4 separate regions of the Mus musculus genome follow, and regions 2, 3 and 4 are each linked to region 1. The links are chromatin contacts, called in public Hi-C and HiCAR-type maps. All regions are on one chromosome and are shown on one strand. The core of a region is the stretch at or near the end of the contact, and the rest is flanking DNA. Distances in the headings are between cores, read along the strand shown.

What was found. A called contact is a pair of places that touch in the nucleus more often than the background predicts. HiCAR-type assays count read pairs that join an accessible place to other places.
Region 2: a Hi-C map of uterus shows a contact between it and region 1, with 4 times the contacts expected there. The contact joins two enhancer-like sites. A contact is called at or near these places in 4 of 484 Hi-C or Micro-C datasets (the C2C12 cell line, nephron progenitors and uterus).
Region 3: a Hi-C map of nephron progenitors shows a contact between it and region 1, with 5 times the contacts expected there. The contact joins two enhancer-like sites. A contact is called at or near these places in 4 of 484 Hi-C or Micro-C datasets (the C2C12 cell line, cortical neurons, nephron progenitors and 1 more) and 1 of 115 datasets of contacts at active chromatin or transcription factors (fibro-adipogenic progenitors).
Region 4: a contact with region 1 is called in a HiCAR-type map of astrocytes, with 2.1 times the contacts expected there. The contact joins two enhancer-like sites. A contact is called at or near these places in 17 of 484 Hi-C or Micro-C datasets (CD4 T cells, bone marrow-derived dendritic cells, cerebral cortex and 7 more) and 3 of 115 datasets of contacts at active chromatin or transcription factors (astrocytes, bone marrow-derived macrophages and extraembryonic endoderm stem cells).

Annotation. Positions count from the first base shown.
Region 1 is chr14:120,830,430-120,837,111 of GRCm38.p6, forward strand. No RefSeq gene overlaps it. Among named protein-coding and RNA genes, the nearest start is that of Gm33173, 15 kb to the right of the region's middle. Within about 2 kb of position 1,647, at least 277 of the 459 cell types and tissues checked have an H3K27ac peak or open chromatin away from gene starts, as enhancers often do. A contact at or near this core is called in the C2C12 cell line, astrocytes, cerebral cortex and 2 more, where this site is marked.
Region 2 is chr14:121,103,113-121,108,864 of GRCm38.p6, forward strand. All of the region lies in intron 2 of Farp1 (FERM, RhoGEF (Arhgef) and pleckstrin domain protein 1 (chondrocyte-derived)), which reads left to right. Among named protein-coding and RNA genes, the nearest start is that of Farp1, 70 kb to the left of the region's middle. Within about 2 kb of position 1,994, at least 50 of the 459 cell types and tissues checked have an H3K27ac peak or open chromatin away from gene starts, as enhancers often do. A contact at or near this core is called in the C2C12 cell line and uterus, where this site is marked.
Region 3 is chr14:121,126,435-121,132,636 of GRCm38.p6, forward strand. The region is part of intron 2 of Farp1 (FERM, RhoGEF (Arhgef) and pleckstrin domain protein 1 (chondrocyte-derived)); the gene reads left to right. Among named protein-coding and RNA genes, the nearest start is that of Farp1, 94 kb to the left of the region's middle. Within about 2 kb of position 2,842, at least 61 of the 459 cell types and tissues checked have an H3K27ac peak or open chromatin away from gene starts, as enhancers often do. A contact at or near this core is called in nephron progenitors and uterus, where this site is marked.
Region 4 is chr14:121,167,861-121,174,002 of GRCm38.p6, forward strand. All of the region lies in intron 2 of Farp1 (FERM, RhoGEF (Arhgef) and pleckstrin domain protein 1 (chondrocyte-derived)), which reads left to right. Among named protein-coding and RNA genes, the nearest start is that of B930095G15Rik, 78 kb to the right of the region's middle. Within about 2 kb of position 4,446, at least 103 of the 459 cell types and tissues checked have an H3K27ac peak or open chromatin away from gene starts, as enhancers often do. A contact at or near this core is called in astrocytes and cerebral cortex, where this site is marked.

The DNA of each region.
Region 1 (6,682 bases), core at 397-2,896:
TAACAAAAAGTCACTTTGTGCAGAAATGACTCACTCTTGTACTGTTCTTCTGGCTAGGATAGGCTGGGCGGGGCTACGCTACAGAGCTGGTTCTCTATGATAGGCTGGGCGGGGCAACGCTCCAGAGCTGGTTCTCTATGATAGGCGGGGGCGGGGCTACGCTACAGAGCTGGTTCTCTATGATAGGCTGGGCGGGGCAACGCTCCAGAGCTGGTTCTCTATGATAGGCGGGGGCGGGGCGATGCTACAGAGCTGGTTCTCTATGATAGGCAGGGGCGGGGCAACGCTCCAGAGCTGGTTCTCTATGATAGGCGGAGGCGGGGCAACGCTACAGAGCTGGTTCTCTCGACGTTCATGCGTACTGGGAATGGAGCCATAGCACCATGCCTGCACAACACACACTTTTGCACACTGGGCTATCTCACTGTCCACCCCCCCCCCAAGACATCTCATTCCCCCCCACTAAGCTATCTCACTGCCCCCCTTACTGAGTTATCTATCTCACTGTTTCCCCCACTGAGCTATCTCACTGTCCCCACTGAGACATCTCACTATCCCCACTGAGTCATCTCACTGCCCCCCACTCAGCTATCTTAATGTCCCCCCACTGAGCTATCTCATTGTCCCCCCACTTGGCATTTATAATTGGACCAAGTTTTAGGCATCCCCAGAAGTTTTATTACACTGATTATTTCAGTGCAAATCAGGACAAAGTATTGACACCTCTCAGGTTGTTTAATTAAACTATGATTATTTTAAATGAACAACCGATAGTCTCTCTACAATGTGCCATTCTTCTAGGTAACGAGGACAGTGTTGATCATCAACAGCAGACAGCACATGGGACTTGCTAGTGGTGTTCAGAGCGGGCAGCTTTCTCCCAGCAATGCTAACCCAAGGTCGAGTTCACTAATTAGCCACTGAGGTACACTTTGCTACAATATCGATTCCAGGCCTTTTCCTTCAACAGACACCCAATTAAATTGTCTTGGTCAAAACAGAAGTAATTGAGACTCCCAGAACAGCTGTAAAGATCAGGTGGGGTAGAGAGAATCCCTTTAGCTCAGACAATAAACCCTGCAGCTCAGCACACGGCCTCGGGTCCTGCTACCCCATTCCCCGGCTCTCAGAAGGAAACGTCTCCAAGCTGGTCTTACTCACAGGCTTCACTCCACTGCATATGCAAAACTTGCTAAGAGACTAAGTGTTCTTGTGAAGAAGGAAAAAAAAGGAGGTATGTGAGGTGACAAATATGCTAACTAACTTGGAATCATCATCTCACAACTTGCAGTTTGTCCTGTACATTGTAAGAAAGCTTGGGGGAAATACGCTAGATTAAAAGGGGCATTCATAGTACTGATATTTGACAAAGCCACTTAGATACGCTTTTCTCGAACGAGTCCTAAGGCGTGCCACTTGTTCCTGAACAGTGTGTGTGCATTACAACAATCCAGTTTGACACTCCCTGAGTTCTGTATCTTATTGGTCGGTATTTGTGATTTGTAGCTCAAAGCTTTGTGCATCACAGGTTATGCACACAGCGTCCACGAGAGGGCGATATAGCCTCGCTTTTAAGTCCTACACCGTCAGCGCAAGCGCGGCAAGAGTTCGCGAGCTAGGGGAAATCATTACCAACTTCCTTTCCACGGTGAAGTCAGTGACCCTTCTGTCACTTGGCAAAGCAAGCCAGGCAGCGAGCCTCGAAAGGCCGTCCTTTAAGTTAATGATTTATTGATTTTGCTGCCTGGTTTTGCTTTCACTGAGCCGGAGAGAAGGGGGTTGTCTTTTTAAACGTTCGTAGCTTGTTTGCTAGAATTCTAAACAGAAAGCTAAGCCTTCCTAGTGTGTTGGAATGCTCCATGTATGCAGTGGCTTTGTGGATGCTGACTGAGGACCTGCCCCCTAGCTGTTTAGTTCAATGAGAAGAAAGCAGGAAGACCAGAGATAATATAAGCGACCCAGCTGCCCTAGGGTTGCATTAGACCCAGCCCTTGACCAGAGCCTGGCCTCAACTTCTCAGCGTGGGTTTGCACAAACCACAAGTGAGGCCAGCTGCTCAGAGAATGAGTCAGCCCCCAGAATTCCATATGCAAATAAAGACAGAGCCGTTCCCCCAGACGCCTGGATGAGTTCCTGGAAGATCAGAATGCTTGGCAGTTCCCACTGAAGGTTTGAAGCCGCTGGCTGACTTCTTCTGCACATGAGATCTGACTCCTAGCATCGTTTGCACCCTGGAGACCAGGAAAGACCATACTGCAATGTGCTATGTGTCCATGTCAAGAGGTCTCTGGTTTTGTGCCTTTTTGCCCCATGATAGAAGTTGTTCTGTTTCAGAACAAGTGAGACGTCAAAATAAGAAAAGGGGTGGGTCTCACTGCAGATACTTCAGTCTTTAAGAGAAGAAATGGTTCCCTGTGGTTAGCAAAAGAGCAGAGCTCAGACTACCTCTGTTCAGAGCCTGAAGCACAAAGTTCTCCAGGGAGAAGAGGAGACCACACAGCCAACCCCAGGGTCTTCTTACCTCCTGGAATGGCCACTCTTCTGGATAGCTTTATGTCAACTTGACACACGCCAGAGTCATCTGAGAGGAGGGAACATCAATTAAGAAAATGCCTCCACACTGTAATTGGTAGGGGTGGCCCTAGCCTACAGTGGGTGATGCCATCTCTGGACTGGTGGTCATGGGTTCTATAAGAAAATAGACTGAGCAAGACAGACGAGGCAAACCATGCAGAGCAAACCAGTAAGCAGCACCCATCCGTGGCCTCTACATCAGTTCCTGCCGCCAGGTCCTTCTCCTAAGTCCTGTCCTGATTTTCTACAGTGATCTGGAAGTGTTAAGCTAAATAAGTCCTTCCTTCCCCAGCTTGCTTTTGGTCATGATATTTCATCACAGCAATAGAAACCCTAACTAAAGCAAGTTGGTATCAAGATGGTAGGGTATAGTAGGGTAGAGCTATGACAACCCTGACCATGTTATTTTGGGGAAGATTATGGAAGGACTTTGGAACTTGAGGCTAGAAAAGCCAGAGTGCTCAGTACCTGGTGAGTGTACTGTAGGAGCTTGGAAGATAAGAATGTTAAAAGCAGAACAGAAGATGGGGCCTAGGGGGGCGGAGATACGGCTCAGTGGTTAAGACTCTTCTTCTAGAGGTCCTGAGTTCAATTCCCAGCAACCACAAGGTGGCTCGAAATCACCTGTAATGGGATCCATTGCCCTCCTCTGGGGAGCATGAAGATGGTATACTCATAAATATTTTTTTTTTAAAGATGAGGCCTGTCTTGTGAAGTTTCAGAGGGAAGTTTAAAAACTATCGGGACCATTTGCTATTTTGATTTGAGATTTCATGAGTCTGGTTAGCTGGGGCCCAAGAATCAGCTGTGTTTAACACGATAGTAGAACTACTAACGTGAAACCTTTGCTTTGTTGGGATACTGGATACTGGCCAGCCGGAGCTGAGAAATTATCAGTGATTAAGAGGTTGAGGTTAACTCTTATGGGAAGTGTTTCCTGAGAGTCAGCACACAGAAGCTGTGTTCCAGAGGCAGCCAAGTTTGTACCTCATGCTGGCATCTGAACTTGGTAGTATAAGAGTCATCCAGATGGTACCAGTTTTGAAGTCAGGAAGGGGCCATGGAAAACAGCTGAGGCTTGGCACTGTGAGAGGCCAGGAGAGGCCACCGGGGAAGGTGCAGCCTTGGTGGCAGTTGAAGTCCTAGGACTGAAGGGACCAGGAAAGAGAAGGTGAGGCTTGGCACCGTGAAGAGAGTCAATGAAAAGCTACTGATGAGAGCAGAAACCCCCCGGCCTTTTGGAAATGGCAGTACCATGGATGACCACCAAGAATAGCAGCTGCTGTGCAGTGGAGCCAGCGAGGCCTGGAAGACAAGCTGTGTGTGCTTCAGAGCCAGAGAATGACCCACGCCCCTTGGAGGAGCCCAGAAGACCATGAGTGGAGCTCAGATATTGAATGCTCAGTGATTTACACTTTTGGGAGTTTGCTTTTGCTTTGATTTCGTTGTGACTTTTCTCTGGTTCTTCTCTCTCGAAGTAAGAAAATATTTAACTTTATTTTATTTTACAGGAACGCGTAGTTTGAGGCACTTTGAATTTTTAACGTGATTGAGTTTGTAAAAACTGCGAGGTTTTTTTTAAAGTTATTTGTATTTTTAATGTGAGACCGTGGGGATGAATGAGAAAGGAAAGTGATGTCTGTGTCAGGTTGACAAGGAGTCAGTTGTGCTGGACAGTTTAATGTCAACTTGACACAAGCTAAAATCACTGAGAGGAGGAACCCGCTCTCTTCAGTGGTTATCTTAATTAGGGTTTCATGGCTATGAAGGGACAACATGATCAAAGCAATTCTTATAAAAGAAAGCAGTTAATTGGAGCTGGCTTACAGTTTCAGAGGTTCAGTCCATGGTGATGTGCAGGCAGACACGGTGCTGGGGGAGCTGAGAATTCTACAACTTGACTGAAAGGCAGCAGGAGACATTTTCACACTGGCCAGACTTGAGCATATGTAAAGCCCCACCTCCATAGTGATACACTTCCTCTCACAAGGCCACACCTCCTCCAATAAGGCCACACCTCTTAACCGTATCGTTCCCTTGGATCAAGCATATTCAAACCACCACAGTGGTTGATGGAGGATGGTCCAGTCCATTGTGGGTGGAGCCATCCCTGGGCTGGTGGTCCTGCGTTCTATAAGCAAGCAGGCTGAGCAACCCATGTGGAACTAGCAACCTCTGCATCAGCTCCAGTCTCCAGGGTCCCATTCTATTGGAGTTCCTGTCCTGACTTCCTTCAGTGATAGAATACGGATGTGGAAGTGTGAGGCAGATAAACCCCTTCCTCCCCAGCTTGCGTTTTGACCATGGTGTTTTCTTGCATCGACAGAAATGCTGAGTAATATGGCCACTGAGAACTGAAAGGACTGAGCTGTAAAATGTGTGAGCCTAGGGATGGAGAAAGCAGGGATCCTCATCCTCCCCCAGGGACCACAGTGGCTCTACAGAGGACAGTCAGTATTGAAGCCAGCCTCCCTCTGTCAGACAGGAGTGGGAAGAGCTAGAGGACCTCCTTAATCAGGGTAACCTTCTCACGTGGGGAGCCCTTAGCTCAAACAAGCAAGTGGTTACTGGAGTCTAGCCCAGGTGTCACTGGCCGCACCAACTGCCAAGGGCTATGTTTGCCCAAAGGAGATTCTTTCCTCTCTACCTTGGAAGAGCTCAGAGTTAGCTCTGAAGGCCACATGACAGCCAGAAGGAACCATAGTACTGATTGAACCTTGGCTTTTTTTCCTGCCACCTGCCTGTCCCCGACCACCAGACCCTATAACCCTCTGGGTCCTAAACACTCAGAGAGGGGTAGCCCACAGGAGATACTAGCCTTTCTCCTAGTCGGGAGCATATGATGTTGGCTCAGTTTTAAATTTTCGAGACGTGAAATGATGGTTGTGATTCAGCTTTGGGAATTAAGGACAGCCAGAAAGACACTCAGCCTGCACAGCAGATGGAGCTAAGTCTCTATCTGATGCCAAGCTAAGCCTTAAAGCCTCAGGGAGACATAATGAATAAAAGACCTGCAAATCCCCAAGTCTCTCCCCTGTACTCTCACCAGTCAGGTTTGAGAGCAATAGTCCTGCTTTAAAAAATGCGTCCTTGGGGGCTGGAGAGATGGCTCAGAGGTTAAGAGCACTGACCGCTCTTCCAGAGGTCCTGAGTTCAATTCCCAGCAACCACATGATGGCTCACAGCCATCTGTAATGAGATCTGATGTTCTCTTCTGATGTGTCTGAAGAGAGTGACAGTGTGCTCACATACATAAAATAAATATCTTCTGGCCTCCTTGGGAACACACACACAAACATGCACTTGCATACGAATATACATGCACGTACATGAACACGAGTGCACACACACACTCCATTACCCTCATGCAGACATTCACACATACACTAAAATAAAAATAAAAGGCTGGAGAGACAGCTTAGCAGAGCATATGCTGCTCTTGTAAAGGACCCAAGTTCAGATCCCAGCACCCACTTTAGATGACTGACATCCTCCTATATATAGCTCAGGTCCAGGGGATCCAGTGCCTTCTGGCCTCCATGAGCACTGCACTGCATTCACACGCACAACCCACACACCCCTCCATATACCACACATACACACACACACACACACACACACGAATATACCTACATATACATGCATACCTCTACACACACACCCCTCCATACACACACCCCCCCACACACACACATATATTCACACCCTACAAACACCCACATCCCTCTACACACATATATTCATACCCTACAAACACATCCCTCCAGACACACACACACACACATACCTCCATACACACAGCCCCACACCACACTCCTCTCACACACACATACACCTCCATACACACACACATACACCTCCATACACATACACAAATGCATGCATACCTCTACATACACACCCCTTACACACACATATGCACATCTTACAAACACCCACATCCCTCCATACACCACACACATACCGCACACACCGAGGGACGTGTGCTTACATATGTATTAATTAAAATAAATCTTCTTTAAAATAAAAATCTTTTAAAAGATTCATTCATACTGTCCCATGATGAGCTAAGCGAAAGTCTAGCCAATTCTGCCATAAAAATCTATCA
Region 2 (5,752 bases), core at 744-3,243, 270 kb after region 1:
TTGTGTTCTACCTTGGCTGCCCACCCCTGGTCAGTTGTTGATGGTAGAGGAAGACAATCTGCCTTGAACTCGGGCGACCGACTCAGACAGCCTTTTGGAACACACCTGTTTTTAGAGTGGAGGCAATCCGCTCATTATTTCTGTTGGCGAGGGTGCCTGAAACTTAATAGTCAGCGTTAACGGTGTAACCCATCATTTAATCATTTATGGGATGTGATTCAGTAAATTATATTTATTTCACAGAACATTGTTCGGGGAGTGTGAATTAAGTGTCTCAGGGAAAGGTAAACCTCAGAATGGCTGTGTTTCAAGCTACCAATTTTATCGCACATTGAGAATGGCCTTTGAACCTTTTTAATTTTCTTGCTGAGGAATTCATCGTTCAAGGACTTGGCCTAGGACTTCATATTCCAGTGAACAAAGCCACTGCTAATTTCTGGCATTGTGAAGTACGTTGGGGGGAAAACACCTGCCACCCGCTGAGAATTCTGCCTTCTGGAGCCGGAGGCCCTCCCGCTCCTTCCCGGCATTCTCTCTGCCTTGCCAGACTGGTTTGCTGTAGTATTAGGTTTCTCTTTCCTATTTGCTCCAGTTAGAAGTCCAGGCCCTCTGTTAAATGGTGTTCCTGTACAGGCTGGGGTAGAGGAGCTATCAAATGCTGTGTGCGCAGGCGGTGAGATTGCTGTACGGCATCCACCTGTGGTTCTTCATAAAGAAGCAAAGGCCACAACCCTACACCAGCTACCATCTGAGCAGATACTGTGTCGGCACTGTGACGTCGTAGAATTGGATTTTCATCTTTTAAGATTATTTTGGTGGCTGGAGCGATATCTGAGTTATTAAAATACAAGCACAAGACCTGCCTTGGATTTCCAGAACCCATGTTCTGTTTTTGTTTTTGTTTTTTAAATTCTGTCATGACAATGTGTCCTTGTAATCTTAGGGTTGGAGACCTGAAAATAAGTGAATCCTTTGGGCTCACTGGCCGTCCACCCTAGCCTGGTTGGTCAGTTCCTGGCCAGTGAGAGACTCTTGTCTCAAAATAAAGGTAGATGACCCTGAGGAGCACCTGTGAGGCTGTTCTCTAGCCTTCATGCACGCGCGCACATGCACACACACACACACACACACACACACACACTCACACACACACACACACACACACACATACACACATACACACTCACACACACACACACTCACACACACACACTCACACACACTCTCACACACACACACACACACAAGCATTTATCTTCTTGATTTTTGAGAGCTCTACTATCCACTTTTAACCCCTCTGTGGAAGAAACCCTTCCCCATCCCTCCTGAAATTCCTGTGTGCCCTATTTAGCCTCCTGCCTCAGGTAGTGGCTCCCCCCACCACCACCTTTTTTGCAAACTTCTTGGTTTATACCCTAGTCAAGGTGGACTATTGCCTGGGGTAAAAAATTCCACTTTCTCCTATTGTTTCTCTTGTGCAACTTTTTTAACCTCTTAGTGCCTGCTTTCTCCTTTTGGAAGTGAGGTAATAGTAAATATTACTTGATGTTTCATGAAGTTAGAAAATGACGTGCAAAAGATGTTTACAGCTGCCCTGGGTGCACATTGGCAGTGTCATAGGATTTGTGTCTTTTATGTGCCTTTGCCACCTGGCCGCTGGCTTCTCAGGGTAGGGACTTCCTTGCTGTCTCCCTCTCCCATGTAGCTGGGCAGATGATAGGTACTCATTAAGTGTTTGCCAATCGAATGCTACCGTGATTTATTTTACAATTAGAGTTCACTACTTTTAATATGTCTCTTTCTGGGTTAGAGTGTGCCTTCCCAGCCCAGGGGCAACAGATGTTTTCCTTAAACTGGCAGCAGAAAGGCAGATGGATATCAGCGTGTCCTGGCTGGAACAGATTCTAAATCTCTGCCTTGTGCTCTCTAAGAGCTGCCAGAGCCCCTGGGCACCCCACAGCTGGAAGCCATCAAGACTCCTGGTGAGTCAGGCAACCCAGGGATGGGAAGGGCTGTGGCCCCAGGACCGATCTCAGAGACCAGACCAGACCAGACCAGACCAACGCCCCATAGTTGCATTACTATCTGTTCTTCAAAGCTCTTTGCTAAGAATTCACCAAGGCCATCTGACCTTGGAAGTGTCCCTCTCTCCCACCAGGGCAGGTTGGGGTATCCTGTGTGATCGTGTTCCCATTGCTCACAAGCATTTGTCCTGCAGATGAGTAAGGCATGAAGCCATGAGTCTCTGCGACTTTCTTTGGGGGGTGGGGGGTGGGGAGGAATCAGTCTTCAGCAAACTATGTCTTTCCCTAGGGATTGAGTCTCCTTGGCCTTTTCTTATTACTTTTATGTCAAAATACAGATGCCTGCAAGCAGTCATTTTAAGTACAAGCTTCCTGACTGGCTCCTGCACAATGAACCAAACCATATTCTTGGTGGTGATCTTTCTCTCCCTCTCCCTCCCCCCTCCCCCTCCCCCTCCCCACCCCCTCCCCCCCCCCATTTCTGTAGCCTTTAGAAACCTTTGGAAGAAGAAGATCTGAGCATTTTGGAAAGCTAGAAGAGTAGATACCAACCAATCTTTTCCCACCCCTGGGAGCTAGCTGGGAGAGCCTCTTTAATGTTGAATTTGGACAGGTTTTTTTTGTTTGTTTGTTTGTTTTCCTATACTTCCTCTGCACAGTGGAAAGTTCAAAACCAACCAACATTTATAGAAAGCGCTTGCTGCCTGGCGTTTTATCATCTTGATGTTGAAAAGCATTGCAAACAAGCCACACCTCAGGATTGATAGGGCTGCTCTCTCTTCTGAAGCTTATGAAGCGCAGAGGGTCTCAGGTCTTGGGAAGCCTTAATCACATGTGAGACATGAGGGAATCCTCCCCCTGCCCCCCCCCCCCCAGGACCACCTCCTGGGAAGGTTTGCGTTTCTGACCCACCAGGGAGGGTGTCTGGAGAAGCGGATGGCAGCTGTTCCCTGTGTGCAGGTTCTTAGCGTTTGGTTGACTTTAGAAAGAGCTGGGGATGGCAGAGGAGAAAGCAGAGTCAGGCTTTGCCTCCTGAGCAGGCCTGGCAGCGCTGAGGAGACTATAGCAGGTGACGAGGAGATGCCGCATGCCTTTTGGTGGTGGGCAGGAGTGATGGTCAGCAGTGGGGAGAATTCAGCCTGTCCAGTGCTCAGGGCAGGAAATCACGCTGGGCTTTTACCTGTATCAGCATCATTTCCTCCTGGCTTTCCTTAGAAGTTATCGTAGCTCTCAAAGTCTGTGACTGAAGACTCAGTGTCAGTCTCTTGAGTCCTGGGGAGTCCAGGAGAGAGCAAGAGAGCAGGAGTCTGGCCCAGAGGGTCTACTGCAGGCATGATCCTTCCCTCTGCAACCTTTCTCAGCCATTAGCTTTGCACTTCAGCTTCTGCATCCTAAGGGAAACTCAGATTTGCTAGCCTGATTATATAAGGCAGTAGGGGTGGTAGGGCCCCCAGGTCCTGACTTGGCATTGCTCACCGGCTGTGTAGATCTCTCACATATACATGAGGAGGCTGATTTCTCCCTCGGCTCCCTGTACCACACCCTCACAGCCCAGCCTAAACATGAGGGAACTCACTGGCAGTGCTGCCTCAGGATCATATCAAAGCCAGGGTGGCTCAAGTACACAGGACCCTCAGCTTAACTGTGTTCCCTCCCTTTGTGAGACTCATGGACATTGCTAATGTGGCCCTGCTGGAGTGACCCTCCTGGTGTGACCCTGCTAGTGTAACCCTCCTGGTGTGACCCTGCTGGTGTGACCCTGTTAGTGTTGACCCTGCTGGTGTGTCCCTGTTAGTGTTGACCCTGCTGGTGTGTCCCTGCTAGTGTGACCCTGCCTAGTCTTTTTAAGACAGTATTTCACTGTGCAGCTCTGAGTAGCCTGGAACCTCACCACTTACACCAGGGTAGTCTTGAAGTCGCAGAGATGGTCTGTCTCATCTCGCTCTACCTTAATCTGTCAGAAGGTCAGACATTCCAGGTCTGGGCTGCTTAGTTATTGCCCCTCCCCCTTCCCACTGGCCCTCGATGGTCAGGCTCTGACAGAGGGCAGTGTTTTTCTTCAGTGTTTGTTCCTTGATCTAATTAGCCTGGAAATCTCTGTCTCCCATCTGGCTCTGACTAGACTTACTTTTCTTGTCTGCAGAATGAGGCGTTGGGTTGTTGGGTCCAGGTGTAATACTGTATTCTCCCTTTCTGTCCTTGGAAGTTGGGATGCCTTGACAACCTTGAAGATGAAGCAACCTTTTCTGGAATTCTCCAGCAAGATGGTAACCGCTGTGGGACTATTATTGTTGATAGTGGTTCTTTTTTTTTTTTTTTTTTTTTTTTTTTTTTGCTTGTTTTGTTTCGTTTTTCAGACAGAGTCTAGCTCTGTAGCCCAAGCTAGCCCCAAATTCAAAACCTCCCTCCTTCCCTCCCTTGCTTCCAAGATTACAGATATGTACACCACTCCCTGGGGGTTGTTAAAGCAAAACAAAACACCCACGGCCTGATCAGATATGGCCGTTACTGTATACCTAGTAAGATCTGTAGACGAGTATGTGAGCTGAGGGTAGGAGGCGCAGACATGTCTCAAGGCCTCCAGAGTCTTGGAGGTGCAGCTAAGGGGTGTGTAGGGTGGTGACCCTGCAGCTCACTGAACCCCTTGGCACTGGAAAATAGGAGTCTGAACTAAATCACATATTTCCCGGTAACACCTCGCCGATAAACTCAACATCTTTGCTGAAGCTGGAGACACCGCCTTCACACTTGCCTTTGACGTCGCAGAAAAGACCACATCAAAAAAATTTCTGCTTTTCTGATGGTAGCAAAATTGCCTAAGCTGTTTTGGAACCCTAATTAGGAACATTCTGGAGTCAGGCCTGCGGTGATTAAATGGGGCTTTCATTTCCTTACCTTTGAGATGAAATGGGCTTTTCATTGCCCTGACCCTCACAGAAACCTGGGCAAGCCATCAACAGAGGCTTGTGCTTCCATGCTGTCTGGCTCAGGGAAGGGCAGGATTTTAAAAGCCGTCTTCCTGATCCTTGGGCTCTGTCAAAGAGAAAAGCGGACATTTGTCCTCTCGGAACACCCTGTGGGTTTTTTCTGGAAAAGTCAAGGCTGGGCATTTAACCAGGTCTCTCTCTCTCTCTCTCTCTCTCTTTTTAGTTTTCATAGAGTTGCTGTTTCTATTTTCTTTCAGCGGTCTTAGGAAATGAGCCCTGTTGGACAAGCCCGCTAGCCTGTTAGTCTCTGGCTTTCCACGGGGAGATGAAGCACACCTGTATGGGGAGGGAAGCTCCCTGCCCTGCTTTGCAGCGTTCTGTGGCTCTCCTGGAGAAGCAGGATAGACCTACATAAAATTTAATTGTCCCTTTAAAGCCAAGGCCCAGAGCACACGCTGCCTCCTAAGCGTTAGCCCTCAGTGAGAACATGTGTAGGGAGTTTCACGTGTCCACTGGGCTCTTAAAAACAAGCCAGACGTTTCTTTCTCCTCACCATGTTGCTCTTGGCTCTGTAGCCAACTTTCTGAAATAGTCCTGAAGTCCATTCCACTTTGCCTGGTCGTTTCTGTGCGTTATTTAACTTGGGATGATAAATGGGGCCTGTCTGGGTTGAGCCTCCCGAGGTTAAATTGAAAGGCTATTTTAATGGAGGAAAAAAATGTTTTTCTTTTTTTTTCATAAATCATTCCTGATAAATACTGTTAACTTTCCCTTCTGGCTCCCGAGTTTAAATGCCCCCCC
Region 3 (6,202 bases), core at 1,592-4,091, 300 kb after region 1:
GGATGTGTTCATAGTTGGCCTGTTCAGAAAGTCACCTGAGAGCTGGTTAGAAAGAAATGCAAACCCTTGGACTCCACCCCAAACCACTAGAATCCAACTCCTTGGGAGTGGGGCCAAGCACAGTCTGTTTGGAGAGGCTGATGGAAGGATGCTGTTCACATAACATCAGAAGTACTCGTGTGTAAGCAGAAGATGCAAATTAGAGCCATTGTTATGAATGAAGATGCTTATAATCTGTTAGCGCTCAAAACATTTCCGAAGGAGTGGAGGAAGTGCTGAGAGAATATACAATTTATATTTCTTCTCATGGTAGAAGCTTATTATTTTGGATTTTCTCTTAATTCACAAGTTTTCATCGGGAAGCGCGCTCTCAAGTGTATACATGCTCGTGTGCTTAACTGCGAGGTGGAAGGATTTGCTACCAGTGAACACACTGTATAAAGATGGTGTTGAAAATACCATCAAGCAACAGCACATACATAATGTGCTCATGGATGCTGCTTGCCTGTAAAAGGTGGCTTTGGGCAGCTCCTCTTGGTTGACAGTGTTTGGTCAGAACTGTGGCTTGCTGGGAACAGCAGACCGGCACGGTTTTGGTGATAACACATGAGCCTAGCCATTCTCATCCTTCTCTTCTCACCAGGATTCCCTTGATGCCTGGATCTGATAACTCTGTCCCTTAGCGGGACACTGAGTGTTGCCGCAGAGATAGGATAGAGAGGGTAAAACAGTATGTCCTAACTCCCTCTCTCTCTCCAGGTTTTGGAACCTGTAGTTGGAATAAACAAGGCTGTTCTGTCTCTAAGCACAACAGGTCCCAATAGGCTCTTGGATTCCTTCTTAAGAACTCGGTCTCTCTCCCATTCTGCCAGCTCACCCACCAAAAAGTGACTCACATGCTCAGAGATCATCCCGTTTGATAGAACAGTCGTGGAGACCACTGCGTGCATCTGGTTCGTAACGAAGGGATTATGTGTTAGGTACGACGCAACGTTTACAGCAGTCCTTCAATGCTCTTATTTCCTATTTTCTGAGGTGCTGGAGATTGGACTCGGGGTCTTGTGCATGACCACAGAGCAACACTCCAGCACTCCTTCCACGCAAACACTCTTAAACTTTTTAGTTTGAGACAGCATCTCACTAAGCTGCCCAGGCAGGCCTTGATTTAGGGAGAGTCTTGCCTCAGCCTCCCAACCATCAGAGGTTCCAGGCCTTTGCACAAGATCTGGCTTCAGGCCTCAGGATATCAATGAAAGGCAGTGCTTACTTTTTTTTTTTTTTTTTTTTTAAGAGAAAGACTAGTTAGTAGATTTTTCTCCCATGCTTCCTATTGAGTAGTAAGAAGTAAGAAAATTTCAGGCCATTCCTGGGCTCAATAGAGGCCATGCTTGCTGGAGGACTTCATAGCAGGGCAGGGTCTTCAAGCAAAGGTATTCTAAATGAGCCAGTGTCAAGCTGGGAGCTGGCTGTCTAATCTTTGTGTCTCTGATGCTAACAACAAAAGAAATGGGTTCTCATGACCCACACTGGTATTTCATTTCTAGAGTTCCCCCCCCCCCCCCCCAATCACAGTCTCTTGAAGGGAGGATGAGTCAGCCATAGAGCTGCTCTGGACACTGGTTCTCAACCTGTGGGTTGTGTGACCCCTTTGAGTGGTTGACTGTCGGATGTTTACATAACGATTCTCAACAGTAGCAGAACCACAGCTATTAAGTAGCAACATGAATAATGTTATAGTTTATAGTCGGGTCATCACAGCGTGAGGAACTGTATTAAGGGGTCGCAGCATTAGGTTGGGACCCACTGCTCTGGAGCCCTCTGAACTTTAAAATTTCAGGGATACCTCCTCAGTTAAAATACATGCCTGGGAATTCTAGAAAGTTCTGCATAATTTTAAAGTAGAGTCCCTTCATATATAATTTTCTATATAACTGAACATAATTAATGGTGAAACATCCCACATGCCTGTCGTATCATTTATTAACCAGGAATGCTCTGTCTTTTATCTTCTCTTTGCTTCCTGCTCTGAGGGTCTCACTATATAACCCCAGGCTGGCTTTGATCTTGTGGCAAGAAGCTGCCTGCCTTAGATTAAGTGTTCAGATTTGTGGGTGTGTACCACCAGTGTCCAGTTTTAGTTCTATCTTTTTTAGCTTCATTGAGGCAATGACTGGTATAGAAAAAAGGACATTTTAATGTACATGATAGGTAAAGGTGGACACAGGTATAATCTTGTGTTGCCCTCACCATCTACACACTGATAGGCTATTTCTCCAACACCAGTGAAATGAGCTGGTCCAAACCAGATTAGATTATATTAAAAGCAGGTTTGTTGGGAAGCTGCTCTCCAAGGCAAGTTCACTGGCCCCAAGGATGGAGACCAGGGGAGTTACCATGGTGGGCTGAGAGGAGAGAGAGAGGGTACACAGAGAGAAAAGAAGAGAAATAAGAAGGAAAGGGGGGAGGGGGAGGGGGAGGGGGAGGGGGGAGGACGACGATGACAATAGATAAAAAATGAAAAACTGTCTGGATTATATAGGGAGGAGTCTCTGAGGGAAGGGCAGCCCAGCCCCTGGGCTGGAAAGTTCAGGATTGCAGGCAGGGTTAGCCAGGCTGGGGCTGAGGTATGCTGGGAGAACCTGGAGGCCAGGTCTGCTTTGATAGGTAAAGCATGCACCTTAATCCTTTTCACCCTGTCTGAAAACGAGACACACACCACTTCTGAAAATTGTCGTCCACACGGAGGCCATGCCCTTTCCCAAGGGGCCTCGCCTGCCCTTCGGCCGCCTGCTGGCCTTCCCTTCTACTGCCGGAGGTCCCTGGTCCTTTTCCAGCCCTTGTATTGAGAACCTGTGAACCCTGGTTCGCAGGGCGAGTTTGGGAAGAGTCTCGCTCTTAGGCGAGAAGCAGTCTCTGTGTGTTCTGGAAGTTGGGTTTGAAGTAGATGCTTAGAAGACGCCTCTTTCTCTGTGTAAAAGGCAGGATTGAAGGTCCTAAGAGCGCCTAAGCGTGGGTGTGGAAAGTGGAAGTCAGTAAGAGAAGAGATAAAAAGAGCCGCCCCAGGAATGAGAGGTCTGTTCCCAGAAAGAAATTGATCAGCCGTGCTGGAGTTGAATTAAAGGAGGACACGGTTCACTACTTCCCTGGGGTGGGAGTCCATGCAGGTGTGTGAGCCCTGCACAGAGCCAGCCTGCTCCTGGGTAGGTCCCTGGGCTCTGCTCTGCAAGGTCCCCTTCCACCTCTTAAAGGGAAACAGGCAGCTCTTTGTCCTGGCTTATTTGCTTCTGGGGAAAACCCACTTCTGTTGTAGTTGTAAATTAGACCAAAGAGAGGAATTTGGTTTATTGCGAGTGTTGAAGTTAAAAGCCAGCCAGCCCCCTTTCCCAAGTGGTTTCTTGATTACCTTCATTAGTTCTTAAATGTTAATTTGGAATTGCTGAGGTTTAATTCCTGAAAGGCTTAGATTTTTATAAGGAACATCTCCATTTGCCACCACATTACCGTGTTCTTCGGTGGGTTTTGCTCAGTGCTTTTGAAAGATAAGAATGGATTATTAATGGCAAATGCATTTGCTGACTAATACAATCTAATGTCTGCATTTAAATTCACATCTTTCTTACCTGCTTGAGAAGTGTTCTGCAGGGCATTGTGGGCACAGTTCATTTTGGTGACAGCGCACAGTTTTGAGGCCTCACGCTCAATTCACAAAGTTACATTGTCCCTAACTGATAGGAAGAAACCCTAGTGGAGACAATGACAAGTGTGAGGTTTTTGTTCCTGCATAAACTCAGGCATTGATGTTTAAAAGTCTCCCTCTAAGCTGGTGGCGCACGCCTTTAATCCCAGCACTCAGGAGGCAGAGGCAGAGGCAGAGGCAGAGGCAGAGGCAGAGGCAGAGGCAGAGGCAGAGGCAGAGGCAGAGGCAGAGGCAGAGGCAGGCAGGTTTCTGAGTTCGAGGCCAGCCTGGTCTACAAAGTGAGTTCCAGGACAACCAGGGCTATACAGAGAAACCCTGTCTCAAAAAACCAAAAAAAAAAAAAAAAAAAAAAAGTCTCCCTCTGCTCCTCTCAGACAGTGGAGGAAGATGAGCCCAGATGGGTCTGAAGGCCCCAGGGGATCTTCATTCTTCACACTTGAGAAATTCAGGACAAACAGGACAAGTCCTTTTAGAAACACTAGTTTTGTAATCACCAGCTATCCTGTGGCTACTGAGAGTGACACATTTTAAGTAGCATAGAAAAGACAGAGGGTTCCCTTTCTTTCAGTGACATTTGAGATAAATATCTTAATGACTGCAGGGAGACCAGAAGCATGAGGTTAGCTGTCTCTTTCCCCTAACTCCTGGGCTGAGGAAATGGCTTAGCTGATAAAGCAATCCTTCTACCGGCAGCAGACCTGGGTCTGGATCTTCAGCAGCCACCCCACACCAGAGCCAGGTTTGGTGGCCCTGGGAATGGGGAGAGGCAGGGAGATCCATGGAGCTCACTGATCAGCCAGTCTAGCCCGATTGTGAGCTTCGGCTTCACTGAGAGACCCTGTCTGAATAAGGTGGAGAGCAACTGAGGGAGACATCCAACGTCGAATTCTGGCCTACACACACGTGTACACGCATGCATATACACATATAAAATGAGAGTGTATGGGTTTTGTCTAGGAAAGGTGGCAGTCACTTTTGTTGTTGGTAGGTGTGTGTGTGTGTTTGTGTGTGTGTGTGTGCGTGTGTATATACTATAACCCTTCCATCTTCTCCTGGAAATAACTTAAACCTCCCAAAGGTTCTTGGTGTTTATCAAAGTTTAATTTTAACCAGAGACTTAAACTGCAAACATTGAACTGTGACATCGTCTAGAAACCCTTTAGAGGCTTTTCCTTGATGGCAGAGTCTGTAGCCATCAAAATGAAACCAGTTAGCTGTTCCAGGGGTCTGTGATCCTTCCTGTGTGCTTGGTTCATGGAATTATCTGAGGTTTTTGTATCCTGCCTCCTTAAGAGGAGGGTACATTTGAGTGAGTGTGTTGCTTAATGGATGTCTACTGCCCCTGCTGTTATGGAAAAGCTTGGTCTCCTGTTGCCTTAGTTTCTCTTTTGGAGTCAGTCAACTCATGCTGTACCGCAAATGTCCAGGCCTAGTGTTAATCGTAGACAACCTGGCTTTAGCCTGACTCATGTGGATATATCCCACCTATATGTGCCTCACATGGGTTGGTAGCACCTATAGCCCTGCCTCACATGAGTGGTGGCACCTATAGACCTGCCCCACATGGGTGGTGGCACCTATAGCCCTGCTCCACATGGGTGGTGGCACCTATCGCCCTGCCTCACATGGGTGGTGGCACCTATCGCCCTGCCCCACATGGGTGGTGGCACCTATAGCCCTGCCTCACATGGGTGGTGGCACCTATAGCCCTGCCTCACATGGGTGGTGGCACCTATAGTCCTGCCTCACATGGCTTGGTAGCACCTATAGCCCTACAGTATGTAGGGCATGGGGGTTGAGGGGTGGAAGTAATGTGGAATATCAAGAGCCAACCCAGGAGGAGGAAGACAGGAAGCCAGAGAAAGATAAACCAGGGGGGGTACATTTTATAATCTGCTGTAGTCAGTAGCCAAGAAAGCTGGGAAGTGAGTAAAGGTTAGAGGATTACTCGCACGCACCCCACTATGACTTGAGGTGGTCCATTCTCATAGAGCCAGAGAGCGGAGATCAAAAGCAGTTACGATTGTTATAATAAAAAGAACCGGGTCCAACAATGACTGCTACTGCGCTCCTATGTCCCTGTGAGCTTCAGCTCATTGTGAAGACTGTCATATTTTAGCCACTGGATCAGTGAGTGACACCACTTTCAGAGAGTCACAGATTTCTGGCACTGTGGACCAGGCCTGGACCATTCCCGAGGGTCCCAGTGCAGGGACAAGATGTGATGTTCTAGTGCAGGGACAAAATTTGTCCCCAGCAATATATATCAACATCAAAGATGCATGGTGCCTTGGGTCTACACCTCCTGAGAGGAGACAGCCAAGAAGTCTTAGAATCTGCTAGGAAGCAGCCACTAGGTAAAAGGTACCAGCTAATCACCTTGGAGGCAGTAAAGATTGTAGCCAACGTAGGGCAGCTAGGAGCTGAGAACACCAGTTCTTATTGCTTCAAGCATGGTTGTATTCTACTGTATTCTGGTGGTGGGAAAGTCAATAGCGGATTTGG
Region 4 (6,142 bases), core at 3,196-5,695, 340 kb after region 1:
GTTACTTATGGCCCCCACGTCCATGAGTACACGGGTACACACCCACACAGGTAATGCACAAATGCATAGTCACATAGAAACCTGATGCTGCAGAGGTTTTGCTTTTCAATAAAATGGTTTGTCGAGCATGCAGAGCCTGTGGATCTGAATCCCAGATGTGTGGAGCAGTCGCCACGGTAGGCAGGTTTCTGGAGGGAGTGATTTTTATAGGGCCACATTCTGCCTCTTAAGGCTCTGGATCATTCTCTTAGACCCCATGCCCTGCACGCTTCCTGGTCGTTGTGATGAATTGCTTGGTAGAATCATCTGAAAGAGTTAGTCTTAGGTTTGTGGGCTTCTGTCCATGGTCACTTGGATCTGTGCTATCATGGGGCATGTGGCATGGGGCACAAGAAGCAAAGAAAGAAAAAGAAAAGAGGACCAGGGTCCTCAGTATGTCCTTCAAGGGTGTTGTCCCTAGTGACCTAACTTCCTTCTCAAAATCTCCGTCATCCCACAGACTGCCAACCAGGCCGTTAGCACATGGGCCTTTGTGGGGACACTTTAGTGGCACCTCCCCCTCACGCTCAAGCTGGCACGGTACCTTCCACACCTCACCATATTTCTCACCCTAGTTACTCAGCCTTTGCGTGTGGTGGCTTTACTGACCTCCAGATTTCTTAAGTCCTTGGAGTGAGTGTCTCTCCCAGTTCCATCTTGGTTACTCAAAGAAGGGTCTGTGTAAACAGCTCCAAGTTGGCACCCTTTGGCCCAGTTTTTCCTCCACATTTTCTTGGAGAGTGTCTTGAAGATGTGGAGACAAAGCTTCACTTGAGCAGAGTCCTCCGGGGGAACAATCCCCTCTGTGTTCCTTACCAGATCCCTTTGGGGCACAAACTAAACTGGGTGGGTGGACCCTGGAAAGGCTTTCCCAAGAGTAGGAAGAAAATGTAATTATCTTCCCCTGCAGGGGTTTTTCTGTTGACATTTCCTGGTCTGCAGAGAGCACTGTGTGTGTGTGCCCTTTGGTGTGGTGTTCTGGAAGCATCCACGGCAGTCACAGCATACCGGGGGAAGCAGCAGATGGTGTGAAAATCACCATTTATGACACAAGTAGGAGGCAGTGAGACTCACCGAATTCAGTGTCTTAACCTGAAGTCTTAATATGCTCTTATTTCTCCCTTAGAATAACCCTATGATTTTAAGTTAGAGAAATGGGGCCCCTGAGTCAGAGCAGACTCTACCAAGTACTTAACAAGAATGAAGGTGGGTAGAGGAAGAAGCCATGGGGAAACTTTTGTTTGTGTGGGTTAAAACATTGTATCCTTGCCAAGCGCATGAAATTCAAGAAGAACGAAGACCAAAGTGTGGACACTTTACCCTTTCTTAGAAATGGGAACAAAACACCCATGGAAGGAGTTACAGAGACAAAATTTGGAGCTGTGGCGAAAGGATGGACCATCTAGTGACTGCCATATGCAGGGATCCATCCCATAATCAGCTTCCAAATGCTGACACCATTGCATACACTAGCAAGATTTTGCTGAAAGGACCCAGATATAGCTCTCTCTTGTGAGACTATGCCAGGGCCTAGCAAACACAGAAGTGGATGATCACAGTCAGCTATTGGATGGGTCACACGGCCCCCAATGGAGGAGCTAGAGAAATTACCCAAGGAGCTAAAGGGAACTGCAACCCTATAGGTGGAACAACAATATGAACTAACCAGTACCCGGGAGCTCTTGATTCTAGCTGCATATGTATCAAAAGATGGCCTAGTCGGCCATCACTGGAAAGAGAGGCCCATTGGACTTGCAAACTTTATATGCCCCAGTACAGGGGAACGCCAGGGCCAAAAAGGGGGAGTGGGTGGGTAGGGGATTAGGGTGGTGGGTATGGGGGACCTTTGGGATAGCATTGAAAATGTAAACGAGGAAAATACCTAATAATAAAAAAAAACAAAAAACAAAACATTGTATCCTGTGGTCTAGAAGGGCATCCTTCCAATGCAGTGCTCACTCTGTGTGACGATTAGGTAAATGAAGTAAAACCTTAAATACTATTGTATTAGCCCTTCTCAAGCTCTCAGGAGCTCCACAGCAGTGTGCAGGAGCCTCGAAACCACCTGTGGCTTGTGGCTACTCAGGTCCTCTTCAGAACCTTCCCCCCCTTCATCCTTGCACACTGTCCTGGCAACTGCTGGTGTAGAAAATACCCCAAGAGTCAGCATCAGGCGCTATCACTCACTGCCATCCCGTCCATCATCTGACCCTGGGGAGGACTGAAAAACATCTTACTGTGATGGCCCAACCATCCCAGGGTAGTGCAGGGGTCCACTGGTTTGTGCACCCCCTTTTTAATAACCATTCGCGCTGATTCTTCTTTTGTGTGCAGTAACCTTGCAGTACAGAATCCCATTTGGGCAACATGATTGCTTCCTTGCAGGACACATAGGACTGATTTTAATAAAAAGTGAGAGAAATGTTTTAAATGCATGGGATGGATAAGAAGTAGGCAGTGAAGGGGGAAGCTGAGGAGAGGTAGCCTCCCGAAGTTCTCCTTGTGTGTTCTGCTCTCAAGCAGTCCTTATAAACCTGGCTGGGTTACCGACTTAGCATTGAGAGTCCGTTGTTTTCTTTGTTGGTGAGGAGCAGGAGAAAGGTGGTTATCGTGTTCTTGCTTAGACTAGGCATGCTGGATAAATATTTACTATCTGACAAGGCCTGTGAGAACAGGACTCCGTTGTGGCTGCCCAGGAGGGGTAGCATTCTCCTCATAACCGAGCAAGGCTTCATGAAGTCATTGCCGGGCCAACATTACATTTCCAGGGAAGGGAAGAGAAGCGTCTAAGGAAACGCAGAACAACCCCTAAGGGCTTGTGAATCCCGCTCTCAGGTTCTAAGAACATTCCGTGGCGACTCTGAATTTCGTGGGAAGACTTGTTGGCCCGATACAGTTCAGAGAAAGGCTTGAGTGTGCCTTCAAGTGGCATGAAGAAACGGGGACATACGTGATTTCCAAGCTCACTGCTTCTGGATATACTGACATGGAGCCAGGGTATTGGAGTGACAAGGTGTGGCAAGAGATGACCTCCTCGGGCTTAAAGAAAGACAGAGCAGGGACTTACCAGGGTAGCTCAGCCAGCCCAGACGGTGCTCTGTCCTGTCCAAGTGCAGAAGGAGTCACGCTGCTGTTTTATGGACATGGCCATTTTAGAGCAGGCAGCCATTTCCTGAATGCAGGTCTTTCTGTTTCTCCTAGAGCTGAGTCCACAACTTTTTGATCAAGGTTCCGTTTCCAGAAGGTTTCTGGACTGTGAAGTCAGTGTGACACTGTCAAACTACGCTGCTCCAGTTATCTTTTATTCTTTGCCAACAAGTACACTTGGGTACACAGAAACCCATCCACCCATTACTATTTCCTTCTCTTCGAGGAAAACCAGGATGGAATGGCCACAGCTCCAGATCATTACATTTGGAGCAGCGATGTCCAGATGTCAGTTCCAAAGGTTTCGTTGCTTGCTTGGTTTGGTTTGTTACAGCAGGAGCAGAAAGCATGTTATTTTAAAAAAACAAAAACAAGACAAAAACTCCTGTCTCTAAAGATTTTTTATTTTTATTTTTTTTCAGATCTGTATCTGCTTACCTGATGGGCTGTTTTTTAAGTGTAATGAATAGAACCAGCATTTGTGCATCTGGCCTGGTATACGTTGGTACTCTTACAAAGCAGTGTTAGTGAGTCTCTCTTTTCTCAACCATGGCGCAAGCACACATACGTACATTGCTCTGCCAGGTCCAGATTGGTGGTGGCTGAGGCAACACTGTTACGGTAGAGAGAAGGCAGCACCATTCAGTATCCTTAGCAGACCCAGAAAGAAGCGGGGAGCAGCTTCACCCATATCCCAGGCTTGCCGTTCTCGCTCTGTGGAGAAGGCCAGGAGTTGATAGATGCTTACTGATTCGCTACCTCCAAGCCAGCTGTAAAACCCTAGTTTGTCAGTGGGGGAGCTTTGGAAACATTGGAAGCCTTCAGCTAAGGCTAACCTGCTGCACATCCATCTCTGCCTCCCTGGTAGGAGTCAATTTGTAATGTGGTGTACATTCACCTGGGGAGCTTTTTAAAAATTGATTAGGGACATCCAGGTGACATGGGACACCTGGGGGCTTAACGGAAATCCTGGCCCAAGAGAATCTGGCAGAGCTGGGTCTTCCGTGTCCTCCTCTCTAACTTCCCATAAAAGCATCCTGGGTGTGGCCCTCTCACTCCTCCCCTTCCCAGGTTCCTGGGAGGCAGGCTCCTCCTCGCACATGCTCACTCTTCTCTCTGGATTGGCTTGCACACAGGATTCTCTGCCATCAGTACCGTCTCTCAAGCCTTTCCATTCTGGTTCCCTGGATAAAATAACATTTCTTCTCTGAGTCAGCAGGAGCACTCCTCCCCAGGCTGGGCAGACATGGGAATTCTTTTAATTCACAAGGGCTGCCGAAGACTAGCACTCTGTTCTCTGCCTGTCTCCGCGAACATAGCGTACACACAGCACTTGCTGCCTTCCCTTCTGAGCTCCTGAGCTCCATTAAAGTGCTTGTAAACTGTAAAGCATTTCCCCACCCCACCCCCAGCAGCAAAGTGATTTAAATGACTTCAAATGATGCTGATTTAAATGATTTTTCAAACGATGGCTTTTAAATGACAGCAGATGAATCTCCATTTGTCACCCTCCTATGAGTCCAAGTCAGAATGAGGACCCTGGTGTGTCATTTATTATTTAGAGAACTGGCCAGTCGCCCTGCGGGTTGTTGCGGGTTCCCTATGAGGAGGGACTGAAATCCAGTCTTCCAGTCTCTCTTGCAGCACAATAAACCCACCGCAGTTAATTAGTGGATATGTTTGCCCGGGGCAGGAGTTCTGCAGGTCCAGAACCTTGTCCAAATAACGCCCTCCGACTTTCATTATGTGGACTTGCCGCTCTCAACAGCCATCTGTGCGTGGTTTTGTGAAGCAATTATGCTGCAGGTGTGTGATGGAGATGAAGTCATGGCTTAATTATTTGGTGAAACAGCAGGCATTTTGGACCGAGTTCTGGATGCATGCTCTTCCCAGGCTTTTGCTCAGACCAGTTAGTCGTTTGGAATTTCGAAACAACCTGGGGTGGAAAGAAAGACACTTACTGCAGCTGCAACCAGCTGTATACAATAATTTTAGCATGTCAGGCTGTTCTAATTTTAAATGGCTTCATAAGAAAAGCTTCCTGGTTCTCTCTCAAGTATTACCGGTACAGTGGGGAGGAAGATGGAGGGTGGTGTTTCTGAACTCTCTGGGATTTTAGCAAAATTGAGGTAATGTGTACAGCTAAAGGGGGCACCTGCCTTTGCCCAAATTCTCAAAGGGCTTCTGTATCCTGTCACCAAGCTCCAAGAAAGAGAATATTAAATGCTATTTTAGGTCCTGCTTGGTGGCACTCACCTGTAAGTTCAGGGTCATCCTTCCTTTCAGAGGGAGCTCACATGACCAGCCTGGGCTTCGTGAGACTCAGTATCCCAAAGAACAAGATAAGCAAGAATATTGTAATTGATGTTTAAATTTGGGTGTACAGTGTGGTGGCAAAGCTGAGACTGAACCCCAAAGCCTCACACATGCTGGGCACACACTGCCACCAAACTCTGCCCCTCCAGGGGGCCCCTGCATGGTCTTCCATCACTCTCTATGTTGTAGTAGGTCTCTACCAGGGTGGGTTTCTAGAGTAACCTGTAACCAGCTGGCCAATAGTTTACATGTAAAATTCTTTGCATTTATTTATTTGGGGTGACAGGTGACATGCCGTGGTGCATATGGAAGGCATAGGACAAGCTTTGTAAGTATGTCCTCTCTTTCCAACATCTGGGTCCTCAGGAATGGAACTCAGCTTGCCGTACTCCATGACAAAGGCCCCTCGCCTCTGCATCACCTGAGACCCAATGTGCATTGCAGCCTTGATGGATGAGCACAGTGGAGTGGCAGCTAATAAATCACAAGGCATATCTTAACCAAGGAAAACCAGCTTAGACTTCCCATGATGGCTGTGCAGGGCCGTGGACGGCTGTGCGAGGCTTGCGAAGGCCCTGAGCCCCACACAGGATAGCAGAGTGGTCCTGGTTGGGTAGGATTCTTGGTTTTGAGCACTATC